2 separate regions of the Gossypium hirsutum genome follow, and region 1 is linked to region 2. The links are chromatin contacts, called in public Hi-C maps. All regions are on one chromosome and are shown on one strand. Each heading gives the region's core, a stretch centred on a gene start, on an enhancer-like site or on the middle of the called end of the contact. The rest is flanking DNA. Distances are from core to core; before and after follow the strand shown. Region 1 has its middle 5.3 kb from the start of LOC121208442. Region 2 holds the start of LOC107896715 (GTP-binding protein OBGC, chloroplastic).

What was found. A called contact is a pair of places that touch in the nucleus more often than the background predicts.
Region 1: a contact with region 2 is called in a Hi-C map of leaf, with 2.5 times the contacts expected there. The contact joins the enhancer-like site here to the promoter of LOC107896715 in region 2. A contact is called at or near these places in 7 of 34 Hi-C or Micro-C datasets (anther, hypocotyl, leaf and 1 more).

What each region holds. Positions count from the first base shown.
Region 1 is chrA10:95,075,843-95,082,490 of Gossypium_hirsutum_v2.1, reverse strand. It overlaps the pseudogene LOC107896710. Among protein-coding and RNA genes, the nearest start is that of LOC121208442, 5.3 kb to the right of the region's middle. Within about 2 kb of position 2,635, at least 6 of the 9 cell types and tissues checked have an H3K27ac peak or open chromatin away from gene starts, as enhancers often do.
Region 2 is chrA10:94,470,617-94,477,638 of Gossypium_hirsutum_v2.1, reverse strand. LOC107896715 (GTP-binding protein OBGC, chloroplastic) reads right to left here and starts at 2,795. Exons shown (of 7, transcript XR_005903479.1): 1 at 1,714-2,795; 2 at 460-736; 3 at 37-328.

The DNA.
Region 1 (6,648 bases), core at 1,386-3,885, 610 kb before region 2:
TCAAAATTTATTAAAATACTATATTTGACTCATAAATATTAAATAATAATATTTACAAATTCACTCGTCGAATTTGTGACCCCGAAACCACTATTTTTGACACCACTGAAAAACGGATTGCTACAAGCACTATTACTTTCTCTTTTGCTACTTTTATAATCTCATTTTCACTCGAGACAATGAACATGGGAAGAAAGCCAATCCTTAGGCTCTTCACATAATCCCAAAAGAATCTCTGCTATTATCTTGTTATTCCAATGGGGCCAAGCTTCAATACAGGACTTCATTCCAACAAATTGATTTTCATTAAGAGTATTGAAGTTCACATGATCGAAATTGTTGGGACTTTTTTCCATCAGAAAAATTACCACACATTCCTTAGGTTGTGCACTTGTTCATATCTTATAGGTGAACTTATTTACAACCTTTTCAATTGAGCCTCCTCTACTTGGTTCAATGAAAGGGGATCCTAAGTGCTTCTCTCATTGGAAGGTTTCATCCAAGCGAAAGGGAAGGGAACTCACCACCAGAACTTTGTTTGATCTTGATGTATTTATCTCGCATCAAACGCGGGTTACTAGTGGTATTATTAACGATGGCCTTTTGTCCCTTTCGAGTAGTAAACATCATAAACCCCTTATGATTAGCTTTACTGGTAGGATTTACTATGTATATGCTCCTAAATACATTCACAATAGCTTCGTCTCCATGTAAGTGGCAATCCAAAATATAAGCCATTAAAATCCACGAGGAAGAATCCATCAATTGTCTATGAGCCACTCTATAGGAATTCAAAATTTTGAAAAAAAAAGGATGTAGGGGCAAATGAAACCCTGCTTAAAATACATACAAGGGTAGTAAAAACTAAGTATTCTTTCTTTTGTGGTTTTCCATTTCACTCAAATAGTGTCTCCTTGTCATAGTCTTAAATTTATACTTGAAATTGTTGAAGCAAGTGATTCCTCTACATTCTAGTAGTTTCCACATCTCCTCTAGTGATGTAGAACACAAACTCTACATTCTAGTAGTTCTCAAGAGTCGTGTTTCAATAAAGATAAAATAAAGCTAATAATGGTATAGAAAAAGAAAAGACAAATGAGACCTACCAGTAATAATTGCACTAGGAAAATACTTGGGCAAATAGACGATAAAAGATAAGCGATAGCAGATGCAAATTGCAGAAATTAGAGAAGTAGGAAAAAGATGATGCTAAAATTCCACATTTTTATCCATATTTATAAGTTAAAACGAAAGTCTTCAATTACTTTGAAACCTTATCAAGTAAGTTATCACGTGCCCACACGCATTATTTTCTATACCTAGAAACATAACACATGTATTAGAATATAAAAATTAATGACAATTACACTAGGAACCCAATAAATGCACCGCAAGATATCAAATATTTCGTAAATTTTATCATTAAATTTAAATGAATGTGCATAAAAGAATAATTTATTTTACTACAATTTAATTAATTTAAAAATTTCAATTATTTAAAAATTTAAAATTCAAATTTTAAAATACTTATATGCAAAATAAAAACACTAATACAAAATGTCATACTTCACCACAAACCTCAAGTTAACCACCTAGACCCTCATTATTTACACCCGTACTATGAACTTCCCAATAAATTTGCTAATGTTACTTTATAACCTTTATTCGCTTGGGGTAATTGTTATACCCTATGTAGCAAACCTCATAGACCTTATATTCTAATTTGTGAATCTCACAGAGTATCCATAAAGAGCTTAACATGTGTCTTCTAATGAAACCAACGACACCGCAAACCTATATAGTTAGCTAACAAAATTTAGCCTAACAAACTATTAAAACCATGCACCATTGCTAAGACTATATGCAGGCCCATCTCTGGGGTCGTTTAGAGGTGCAGTCGCCCAATACTCAAAGCTGAGAGGGGTCTAAAATATTATTTTCTAATTTTTAAGAGGTTCAAAAATTATTATTTTTTAGCTTTGAAGGGCCCAAAATTTTTTTTATTTAACTTTTAAGGGACCTAAAGAAATTTTTCTCCAATTTTTAAGAAACCTAAAATATTATTTTATTATTTTACCTAGAACCCCCAAAATATTAAGAACGGACTTGATTAATTGAAGACCACAAGAAAACACATAATAATTGGTCATTAATTACCTTGACATGTCTCATCCTAAAATGTTATATCACTGTTACTATCAAAAGTATTAATTTTCACTTTTTACTTCAGTTAAACAACTCATAAAACGTAGACACCCTACTAGAAGAACTCCAAATTGAAACTTCCCCAAGAAACAGAAAACTCTTCCCATCCTTCTCATTCTCCACCACCCAACCATCATTTTCCCCCTTTGTTCATCTCATTGAGTAACATAACTGCTGTGGATTTGAAAGAACGAAATCGAAGAGTAAGTAAGAAAAAGAAAAAAAGAAACAGATGGAAATTTGGATTTGAAATGATTCTGGATGGAAACATATTTAGTGCAAACTAAAAACTTAGAATAAAAAATTGAAACCCGTCAATTAATCTCGCTGGAATCATATTAAAATTTAGTACTTCAAGTTAAAATTTTAGATTATTCTCAAGAACTCATAAAAACCTTCCTAAAAAACCCACCCATCGTACAAAGCTTCAATTTACTTTTCAACAGCAAAAAAGAGAAAAAAGCATAGAAAACTCCTCCATGAAAACCCACCAATTATTTCAGTGAAGATTTAATTTATTCTTCAACTACCAAAAAAAAAAAAACTTCAAACATGGGAGATTCAACTTGACATTGTGAAGAAGATTCAATCTCTCAGATCACGTTGTTCCGTCTCTCAGTAGAATACATAATTGATATCCCAATCTTTAAACCACCAAAAACACAACGCGACCGAGGATTCACAATGTTCTTGAGAAATTGGGTTTTTGTAAGTACTTAAAATTGAAAGAAGTGAAAGAAACGAAGAAGTGGAGTTTTAATCCTTCTGGTTAAAATTTTATTTGGAATGGAAAGAAATGCGGGAAACTTATTGGTGGGATTTTGAAAATTTTAGATTTTTTCAATCTGAGTTTTAATTTCAAAAATTAAATTCAGTAAATTATTAAGAATTAAAACTAATTTTAAAATTTATAAATCACGAGGACTAAATATGTTTGTGAACCAATAATTTCGTCGTTTCTATTAACTATTAAAGAGACGGTTACCATTGTAAAATCAAATGATAATATTAGTAACGAAATTAAAAAATATTGTAGTTAAAATTTACTAATAATTAAATGATTAATAGTATATTTTATTTTATTATTTAAATTGAGGATCTTATAATTATCCATTAATAAAATAATAAATGATAATTAGTGATTTAGCTACATAAATGTAACTCTGCGATGGAAATAACAGGGAAATTGAAGAGTTCCAAGCTCTGGGTTTCAATGAACCTGAAGGAAAAGCGTCTAGTTTTAGCTATCAAGTCCAAACTCGTCTCCCGTTTGCCTTGAGCTTCTTTTCAAATTTGAAAGCTTTTCAGTTTCCAGGGTGAGTAGTTCAATCCATTTCCACTCCTAAAATGTTCAATCCTAGTGTTTTCAGTAGACTTTCACACGATGTTATGAACAATTCCTGGTCGAGGCCATTGATATCCCTCACTGTTAGATTCATCTCAAAATCCTCTTCAGACCCATCCCAATCTTTTGTAGTCGCTTACCTCAAAGACAAACTCGGGTTCTCACCCGAATCAGCAATGGCGGCTGATAAGTATCTCCTTTTCAAAACCCCAGAAAAGCCCGATTCGGTTCTTGAGTTCTTGCAGAAACATGGTTTCTCGAAAACCCAAATCGAAAAAATCATCAAAGTTCGGCCTGGTTTGCTCTACTCCAATGCCGAGAAAACCCTTTTGCCCAAACTCCAATTCTTCCAATCCAGAGGTGTTTCAAGCCCTGAACTTATCAAAATCCTATTTTATAACCCTAAAGTTTTAACTCGTAGCTTAGAGAAAAAAATTATCCCTTGTTTCAATCAACTTAGTAATCTGCTACAATCTACAATGCTGTTCAAGCTATAAAACGTTACCCATTTCTTACCTCATGCCCACTTGATGTTTATATGTTACCTAATATAAGTTTTTTGAGAGATAATGGAATGCCTGAGTCAAACATCATATCAATGTTTATTTGTCACCCTAGGTCATTTGTAGTAAACCCTGATACGTTCAAGGAGATTGTGAAGGAAGTGAAGGAAATGGGGTTCGATCCTTTGTTGCCTAAGTTTCTTTTTGCTGTGGTTGTGTTTAGGAAAATTAGCAAACCTGCAATAGAGAGGAAGTTTGAAGTTTATAAGAAGTGGGGTTGGTCTGAAAAGGAGATTTGGGAAGCTTTTAGACGGTATCCGGGTATTGTGTTGGAGGAGAAGATTGCGGGGATTATGGATTTTCTTGTGAACGAAATGGGGTTCGAGTCTTCGCTCCTTGCCGATCAACCGTTTCTTTTGGCTCGGAGCTTGGAGAAACGGATTGTTCCAAGGGGTTTGTTTGCTCAAGATTTGTTATCCCAAGGTTTGATTAAGAGCTTTGGATTGTCTGCATTGTTCAACACTTCTGAAATGGTTTTTGTGGAGAGGTTTGTTAACCGATATGAAGACAAAGCTGCGGAGCTGTTATCATTGTACAAAGAAAAAACGAATCTTGCGGTCGGAGGTACATATAGATCAGGCTATTTATAGATACATTACATTTTAATTCGAGCTGACGTTTCTTAATCGAATTGAATTCTTTCATCTCAAACTTTTCCGAGTTTGAACTTAACTCTACGCATTGACTGTTTTTCATGGTTTAATATTTATATTGCTCAAAGTGCAACTACGAAATGAGTCTTCATTTGCGGAGCTTACCAGTCTCTTAGTTTATTATGTTTGTGTGATAAGGATTTTAGCTCGAAATGATGTTCAGTTTCATGCATCTTCTACTTCTTGTTTGTTGTTTGCTTCAAGTTATGTAGGTCAAAACACCTGTTGTTTTGGTACACACCTTTGTGACTGTAGTTTTGATTGTAGCATAGGGTGATTAGATCTTTCAAGGTTTACGTGGTTTCTATTGTTGTTGTCTGGTTCGATGGCAATCGGTAAATCTGCACCGGAGAGAGTGTTAAGTGGTCATGGGAGTAGTTGAGTAAAGGTGCCTAGCTTTTAGGAGGTTTCTTGGAAACAAAATCAAGAAATATATTGTTAAAACTTAGGACAGCATAGGACAATAAGAAGCTTAACTCAATTGATTCATGTAGTTACCATTAAAATGTGACATCTAACAGGGCTGGTGTTCGAATCCCCTTAATCTTCATTAGCTGCCCGAAACATTCAGGAAATGGGATTGAATTCTTCAAAAGGTTGTTTTTGTTAAACCTTTCATAGGACTATAAGTTGTATTTGGTTTGTGCCTAGTTAATAAGCCCATTGCTAAGTTTGAATTCATGAACACAATGATGTAACACTCTTTTTGTCTTGTCAGTTATTCAAGCTTGTAAAAGTGAACCTGAAACAGAGATTGATGCCTGGAAATATTGAAAGAGATTAGCTTAAAAATTATCGGATAATCGGGAATGAAAACCAATCTATGTGGTTTCTGCTAAAACCGTAATATGTCAAATGTAAAATTTAATTCATCAAGATTTATATAAATTAGATGTACATCAACATCTTGAATATTGTGGTTTTTATCTTTCCAATTTTGAAGAAGGTATTTCTGTTTTTAAGATGGATGTTAAAAAAGTTGTGTAATTTTAGGGACTAACATTGTTGTTGTTGTGGTTGCTTTTGAAAAATTTAATTTTAAAAACTAAATTGCTTTTGGAAAGTATTGTGAAAAAGAGTAATTTCTTAATTTCAGGCAAAAATTCTATTTTAGACAAGATGTTGAAAATTAAAAAAAAATAATTTAGATAATATTTAAATAATTTAATATAATTACACATAAAATATACATTTTAAATATTTTTAGTAATTAATAAATTATTTGTAAATTTAATGATACATGAAATATTTAAAAAAATTAAAATATAATAATAAATTATATTTTGATCTTCAAAAAGTTGATATTTAAATAATTTAATATAAAGATAAAATATAAGTAAATCTAAATTTTAAATAGTTAATATATTAATTTAAATTTTAAAATATATTTTAAGTAGTTAATATATATAAATATTTTGATAATTTAAGATTCTAAACGCGAAAGTCAAAAGTTAAAAGTGCTTAAACTCCGTAGTATCGCATTTGCTCTTTATAGATGACTGTATCCTCTTTGGAGAAGCTATGAGGGAGAGTGCTATGGTTATGAAACATATTTTCCAAGAGTACGAAGATTCGTTGGGACAGTGTGTTAATTTTGAGTCTGTTATGTTTTATAGCTCCAATGTCCATACAAGGACCAGGGAGCAGATTTCGGAGTGCTTAGGTGTTCGGATGTCTCAAGATTCGTAAAAAATACTTAGGCTTACCAAATATGGTAGGGTACAATAAAAAGAAATCGTTCTAATTATTGAAGGATCGTATGGCTTGTCGTATTAATAATTGGTGCGTAAAACCATTGTCTCAAGGTGGTAAGGAGCTTTTTATTAAAAGCGTGTTACAAGCTATTCCCACTTATGCAATGTTCTGTTATTAATGGCCGAAA
Region 2 (7,022 bases), core at 1,546-4,045:
ATTTAATTTTAAAGAATAACTTATAATAAAATTAACCTTTGAATCCCTCATTGGATTTTTTAGTTTCTTGAAGAAGTTTGTAGGCGGCACTGATAACTTCATGAGTTCCCTCCCTTTTTACAGCACTCATGCAAAATGTTTTGATTCCAAGCCCTTCCAACTTTTCCTTAAAAGATGGCGAATTCTCATATGCCTCTGGAAGGTCCATCTTATTGTAGGCAACTATAAATGGCTTTTCAGCAAGTTCCGGGCTAAACATTTCCAGCTCAAGGCGAACTGCATCAAACTCAAGCTCTGGTTGCTGTCCAGAGCCATCAACGACATGTACCTATGTAACCAAAAGTGGAAAAAATTATAAATAAATTTTAAATAAACCATAAGAAGGCATGAGAAGCAATTATAAATTAAGCCTTGAAAAGCATGTTACAGTAGTTGCAGTATATGAGAAGAAGTCCATACCAGTGCTGAACATCTTTCAGTATGCCGTAGAAACTCATGACCTAAGCCAAAACCCCGGTGTGCTCCTTCGAGTAAACCAGGAAGATCGGCAACAACCATGGTAGAATCATAGTCAAATGAAACTACACCCAGATTGGGAAGCAAAGTTGTAAAAGGATAATTTGCTATTTCCGGTTGAGCAGCACTTATCACACTTAGGAGAGTGCTTTTTCCAGCATTAGGAGCACCCACTATACCAACATCTGCAACTAATTTCAGCTCCAATTCCAACCACCTGCTTGAGAATACCAGACAAAAATAAACAAAAAGACATCATAAGCTAGTAATTGCTCTTAGTTTCATAAGAAAGCATTGTCAAACTACTGTATGACTTCAAAAAGTTGAACTGCTAGTCTATGTTACTCGAAGCCAAGTATGAATATCTGACATAGGCATGATTAGATCTTTCTATGATTTGGAAGATTCTAGAAAATCATATCCCCATACCCTTGCGTTGGACACTAGTATTGGACAGGGAACTTCAAGAAAAATGAAAAGTTTAAGTAATACAGCTAGTAGCTATGTTACTCGTACTTCGGTGTGATTGTCGTGCCTTACAAAGGTAAGGTAACCTTTTTTCAACGTTCTTCCATGAATTTAGACAATCTTTGGAGACCATATCTCCATTTCCATGTTTGGGAGGGTACTTTTAACAAAAATAAGAAGTCAGAGAAAAGTTCTAGTACACAATTTATTATCCATAAACATAGCTTCTGAAAGCATGTTTGATCCTTTTTTTTGGTTTTCCCTTTTTTTGGTTGCGAAATTGGCTTCTTTGATCCTTCCAATTGTTTGAATGGCAAGGACATATTAAACAGTATAAAACAATCAAAATACAAGAAGTGTAATGAAACCAAAACTATAAGATGCATTGATCATTCAAAAGCATAGTGGTACTTAGTAGGGGAGCTTGACTAGGAACTCAAAGCTTAGCTTGAATTGCTTTTAAAGTTTGAGCTCGATTTGAGATAAAGAAATTGCTTGATTAAACTTGTTTACCTAATAAAAGAGTTCAATTCTCATGCTCGATTGTTAGACTATGAATAGAATCTATACTGTTAAAAAAAACTCTATTAACTTGCAGGTGGCTCAAGTCAAGTGTTAGGATATTCAAATTCGGCAGACAAGATAAATATATATATATATATACTAATTTGAAATTTTCTGGGACCAAATCCGAATAACTTAGGAGCGAAAGAGAAAAGGGAAACTCACATTTCAGGACCCTCTTCTCCATTCTCAGCAATCTTAGGCACCTTATTGTTGCCGGACTTAAACGACGCATTCCCTCTGCCACCTCTTCCACCAGGCAACAACAACGCTCTTTGCCCCGGATACAACAGCTCCAGCAACACTTCATCGTTCCCGGCCTCTCTGACCACCGTCCCCGGCGCCACTTTCACCACCACATCCTCCCCTTTCCTCCCACACATCATCCTCCCTTGCCCGTGTGCCCCTCTCCCCGCCCTGTAATGCACACAATTCCGAAACGGTAACAGCGAATTCATCGCTCCGTCAACTTCCAAATACACGTTCCCTCCTCTCCCTCCGTCGCCTCCCGACGGTCCCCCTAACGGCACGTACTTTTCGCGCCGAAATGCAACCACTCCATTCCCGCCATCCCCTGCTTTCACGTAAATTTTGGCTCGGTCGAAGCATCGCATAACAGCCGGTACCCCTTTCTCCTTCAATTCCAGTCCCAAATCATCAAACTCTTCTGGTAAATTTATGAGCTTGCCATCGGAATCGTAATAATAAACCTCCTCTTCCCCTTCTTCCTCAAAATCCGAACTTCCATCACCATTGTAAAAATCTACGATTTTTCCATCGAAGGTTTCGTCCTGAAAGCCCAAACTTTCATTTTCTTCTTCTTGTTGTTCATTATCATCGTCATCGGTGTCTAGCATTTCAGCTTCGGCTTCAGAGGAATCATTGTGGAAGGCGAATTTCGCGACATCGGAATCAGAAAGCTTGATTTCATCAGATTCGTCCGAAGAGGGAACTTCGAACTCGAAATTGAAATCTTCCTTGGGAGGAAGGCGAGTGTAAGTGGTGGCTTGGGCACCCAAAGAAGAAGAAGAAGAAGAAGAAGGCGGAGGTGAAGACAAAGAAAGAGACTTGAATTTATTATTAAGTTTTTTGGGTTTGAATTTGGGGTTAGGGTTTCTTTTAGGAGAGGGTTTTTGAGTTCGGGATCGAGCTTGAGCTTGAAGTTGAGGACGAGAAAAGAAGCTGGCGGATATGGTAATGGAAGCCATTTTTTACTGTACAAGTAAGTTAACGCCTAAATTCCGAGAGGTTTTCAAGAGGGTTTAAGAATTGGATAAGGAATGGCTTATCCGCCACGTGTCCCTGATTTCCCTTTCAATCCCGGGCTTCTGGATTTTTGAGTTAAGGCCCAATTCTTAAGTTCAACCATGTTTTTTGGACTTATTTATTTCACTTCACCAAATTAATATACAAAAATTGCTAATTATTTTTTTAAGTATATATTACTTCATAACAAAACTTAAAATTTTGTGCTTTTAACATTTTCCATAAATTGTAAAGAAAAAACTTAAATTTGAATATTACTTGAATTTAAATATTAAAATTATGATATTCCAATAAAAAAAATTCATTATTAATATTTTGATATATAAAATATAGAACAATTAAAATGAAGTATTTGTGAAAATTAATGTGAATATATAAACTATATTCTAAACATTAAAATATAATCATTTCAAAATAAAATATTATATATCATATATTTGAAATATATATCAATAATAAATTAATTGTATACCCCATATAAATATTACACAATGTATTAGATTATAAATGAAGGCGAAATATATATATATTGGTCTAAAAATAAACATTTACATTAAAATTAACTGAAAGTTTGGTTCAATATAAAAGGATGTCGTAGGCATCAACCTTCAAATGCACAAAAGTTCATTCAAGTAAAATCACCAAGGCTTGAAAATTGCTCCTTATATGTGCATTGATTTCCTTCACGATAGATATGCTTGAGTGAGGCTTGTTCAAAATTAAGCATTAGTGATCTGTGATCATAAATTTACACAGCAATCATCCTATTGTTAGTGTTGATAAAATTCACCTCAATTTCAGCGTCTTCTTCAATTTCTAGCCAATTAATGCTTTTTTGAGAAGTTATTGTTAGGCCATCTCGAAGAGTCCACAATTTGGCTTCTACACTGGTAATCGATGGTAAGTGTGTATAGGACCCTCTCTCCCATTCACCCTTCCTTGTCCCATTTGACTCAAATCATTTAGGGGTAAAAGTCGTTGTCTCAAGTTCCCTGCCGAAGCAAAGAACTCACCTGCTTTGGCCACAACTTATCTAGAGAAATGTTGGGATTTGGACTAAAACAAAGGAGAAATGAAGCAAAGAGAAACGAATGCAAAAATGATAAAAAAAAACTGATTTGCATTATTGATTTCATTAAGTCAAATATATGAGTTACAAAGTAGTTACCTAATGTATAACTACTTCCATTAATTACATTGACAAAATATATAGCTCATCTTGCACACAAAGTAAAGCTGACTTATCAGCCAAAACATCACTTGAATATCATTCAAATCAGTAAACTAATCTTATTGATTCAAATAGAAAAATTACAAAAGAACTAAGCTAGTTACATATTAAACAAAACATAGCTACTGCACTATTTAAGCTTCAAAACTTCTTTGTTGTTGCATTGCAGGCCAAAGTTCAACACTCCTCATTAGACTGTATGCAACAAACACCAATATTCCTTCTTAACTTGTCAAACTTTGAAGTACTAAGAATCTTAGTTAATATATCAGCAAATTGATTTTCAGAGCTGCAATGAATCAAATTAACTTCCTTTGATTATTCAGCCTCTCTAACAAAATGATATTTAATCTTAAAGTGCTTTGTTTTGCCATGAAACACAGGGTTTTTTGCTATGGCAACAGCTGACTAACTGTCAACTTTAATTTCAGTAGCTTCTTTTTGGCTCTCATTTAGATCACATAAGAGCTTTCTTAGCCAAATAGCTTGATTGACAGTAGCAATAGCTGCAATGTACTCTGCTTCTGCCGTTGATTGAACCACAATTTGTTGTTTTCTTTAACTCCAACAGAAGACCCCTTAGCCTAGAGTGAAAAAGTAGCCAAATGTGCTCTTCATGTCATCAATGGACCCTGCCCAGTTACTATCAGAATACCCTATCAGCTTGAGTTCTTCAGTATTCATAAATTTTACCCCATAATCCAAAGTTCCTTTCACATATCTAAGGACTCTTTTGGCCGCCTTAAAGTGAACAACATTATAGCAATGCATGAATCTAGACAAAAGACTAATAGCAAACATGATATCAGGCCTTGTAGCTATCAAATGGAGCAGATAACCTATAAGACTTCTATACCCTCTTTCATCAACCTTTTCATAGATGTCATTGCTAGTTAGCTTTTCACCTTGAGCCACTAGTGTGATAACAATTTTACAGTTTGTCATGAAAAATTTGTTTAAGATCTTCAAAGCAAAGGCTTGCTGACTTATGAAGATAACATGATCATACTAATTTACTTCCATGCCAAGGAAGTAAGTAATTTCCCCTAAGTCAGTCATTTTGAAGTTATCCTGCATCTTCCTTTTAAACTCTTCAATCAACTTCCTTTTTCTTCCAATTACCAACAGATCATCTACATATAATGACACAATCAGCAGGGCTTCATTCTTGATTTCTTCACATAAACAGTAGGCGCACCAATACTCTTCTCAAACCCAAGCCTAAATAGATATGCATCGATTCTTTTATACCAGACCTTTGGTGCCTACTTCAAACCATACAAGGCTTTTTTAAGCCTGTAACCTTGAACCCATCTGGTTGTTCAATGAAGATTTCTTCCTAGAGGAAACCATTCAGAAAAGCAAACTTAATATCTAATTGGTGTACTCTCTATTGCTTTTGAGCAGCCAAGGCAAACAAAAGCCTTATAGTATTTAACCTTACAATTGGAGCAATGGTCTTGAAGAAGTCAAAGATCCATCAGTATTGTACTTAACCCTGAACATCCACTTCACACCAATAATTCTCTTCTAGACTGGCCTATCAACCAGTTTTCATGTGTTGTTCATCTCTATTTTAGCTTTCATTGCTCTTTTCCAACAGTCTTCTTTAGAAGCCTCATCAACGTTTGTAGGCTCCAGCATTACCACATCATATCTTTGATAGATGTCAATGATGGTTCTTGTTCCTCTAACAGGTATGTCATTGAATCCATCCTCAATTTGTTCTTCCTTTTCAATTGGTTACATATCATTGTCTTGTTGACCTTGTTCACACAAGCTTGCATCTGTACCATTCCAATTCCATACATTTCCCTTATCAAATTTCACATCCTTACTCACCATGATCCTTTTGCTGGAGGGATCAAATACCCTATAACCCTTCTTTGTACTGCTATAACCAACAAAGATCCCTGGCACAGACCTTATTTCCAGTTTGGTTCTCCTCTCAGCCCGAATAAGTGTATAACAAACACAACCAAACACCTTTAGGTAAGAAACTGTTGGCTTATGTCCAAACCAAGTTTTAAAAGGAGTCTTATCTTTGACTACATTGATTGGTAATCTATTAAGCAAGTACACTGAACAATTCGATTCTTTCTTTCACAAACATCATTCTATTGAGATGTATAGATAGTTGTCATCTGATGCTGAATTCTAGCCTGCTCACATAGCTTCTGAAAAATTTCTAACAAATACTCAGTGCCATTGTCCGATCTCAAGGCTTTTAGCTTTCAACTTGCTTGATTCTCAACTAAGGCTTTGAACTTGCTAAATACTTCAGGTATTTCTTATTTTTGTTTCAGAAAATTCACATAGTAGAACTTTGTGTAATCATCTATAAACAACATAAAGTATCTACTGTCACTTAGAGAAGAGGTCTTTATTGGTCCAAAAATATCAATATAGACCAATTGAAGCTTGTCTCGAGCTCTCCATGCCTATTAACTGGAAATGGTAGTCTCACTTGCTTCCCAAGCTGACAAACTCACAAACTCTATCTTTGACTTCAACCCTGGACATATCTTCAACAAAAACCAATTTGTGTAGCAAACTAAGTGACTTATAGTTAACATAGCCTAGCTTTTTGTGCTATACACTAGCCTCGTCATCCAAACTAGCATAAGCCTTCATTTTTAATTGATTCACATCCAACATAAAACATCTCTTAGTCATAACTACTGTCACTAGTTCTTGACCAAGTGAGTCCACAAAAACACAAGACTTATTCTTAAAAGTAAGAGAGTAACCCTTCTTAATTAATTGATCACTACTAAGTAAATTTTGGTCTATGTCAGGTATAGAAAGGACAACTGAAATTGTTTTGTTACCTGAATGTGTGTTGATTACAACACTGCCTCTACCTCTGGCCTCAATAAAGTTTTCATTCTCTATTTTGACTTTAGAGACAAAACTGTTGTCAAGGTCTCTGAAAGATCCTTCATCAGATGCCATATAATGAGTGCAGCCACTATCT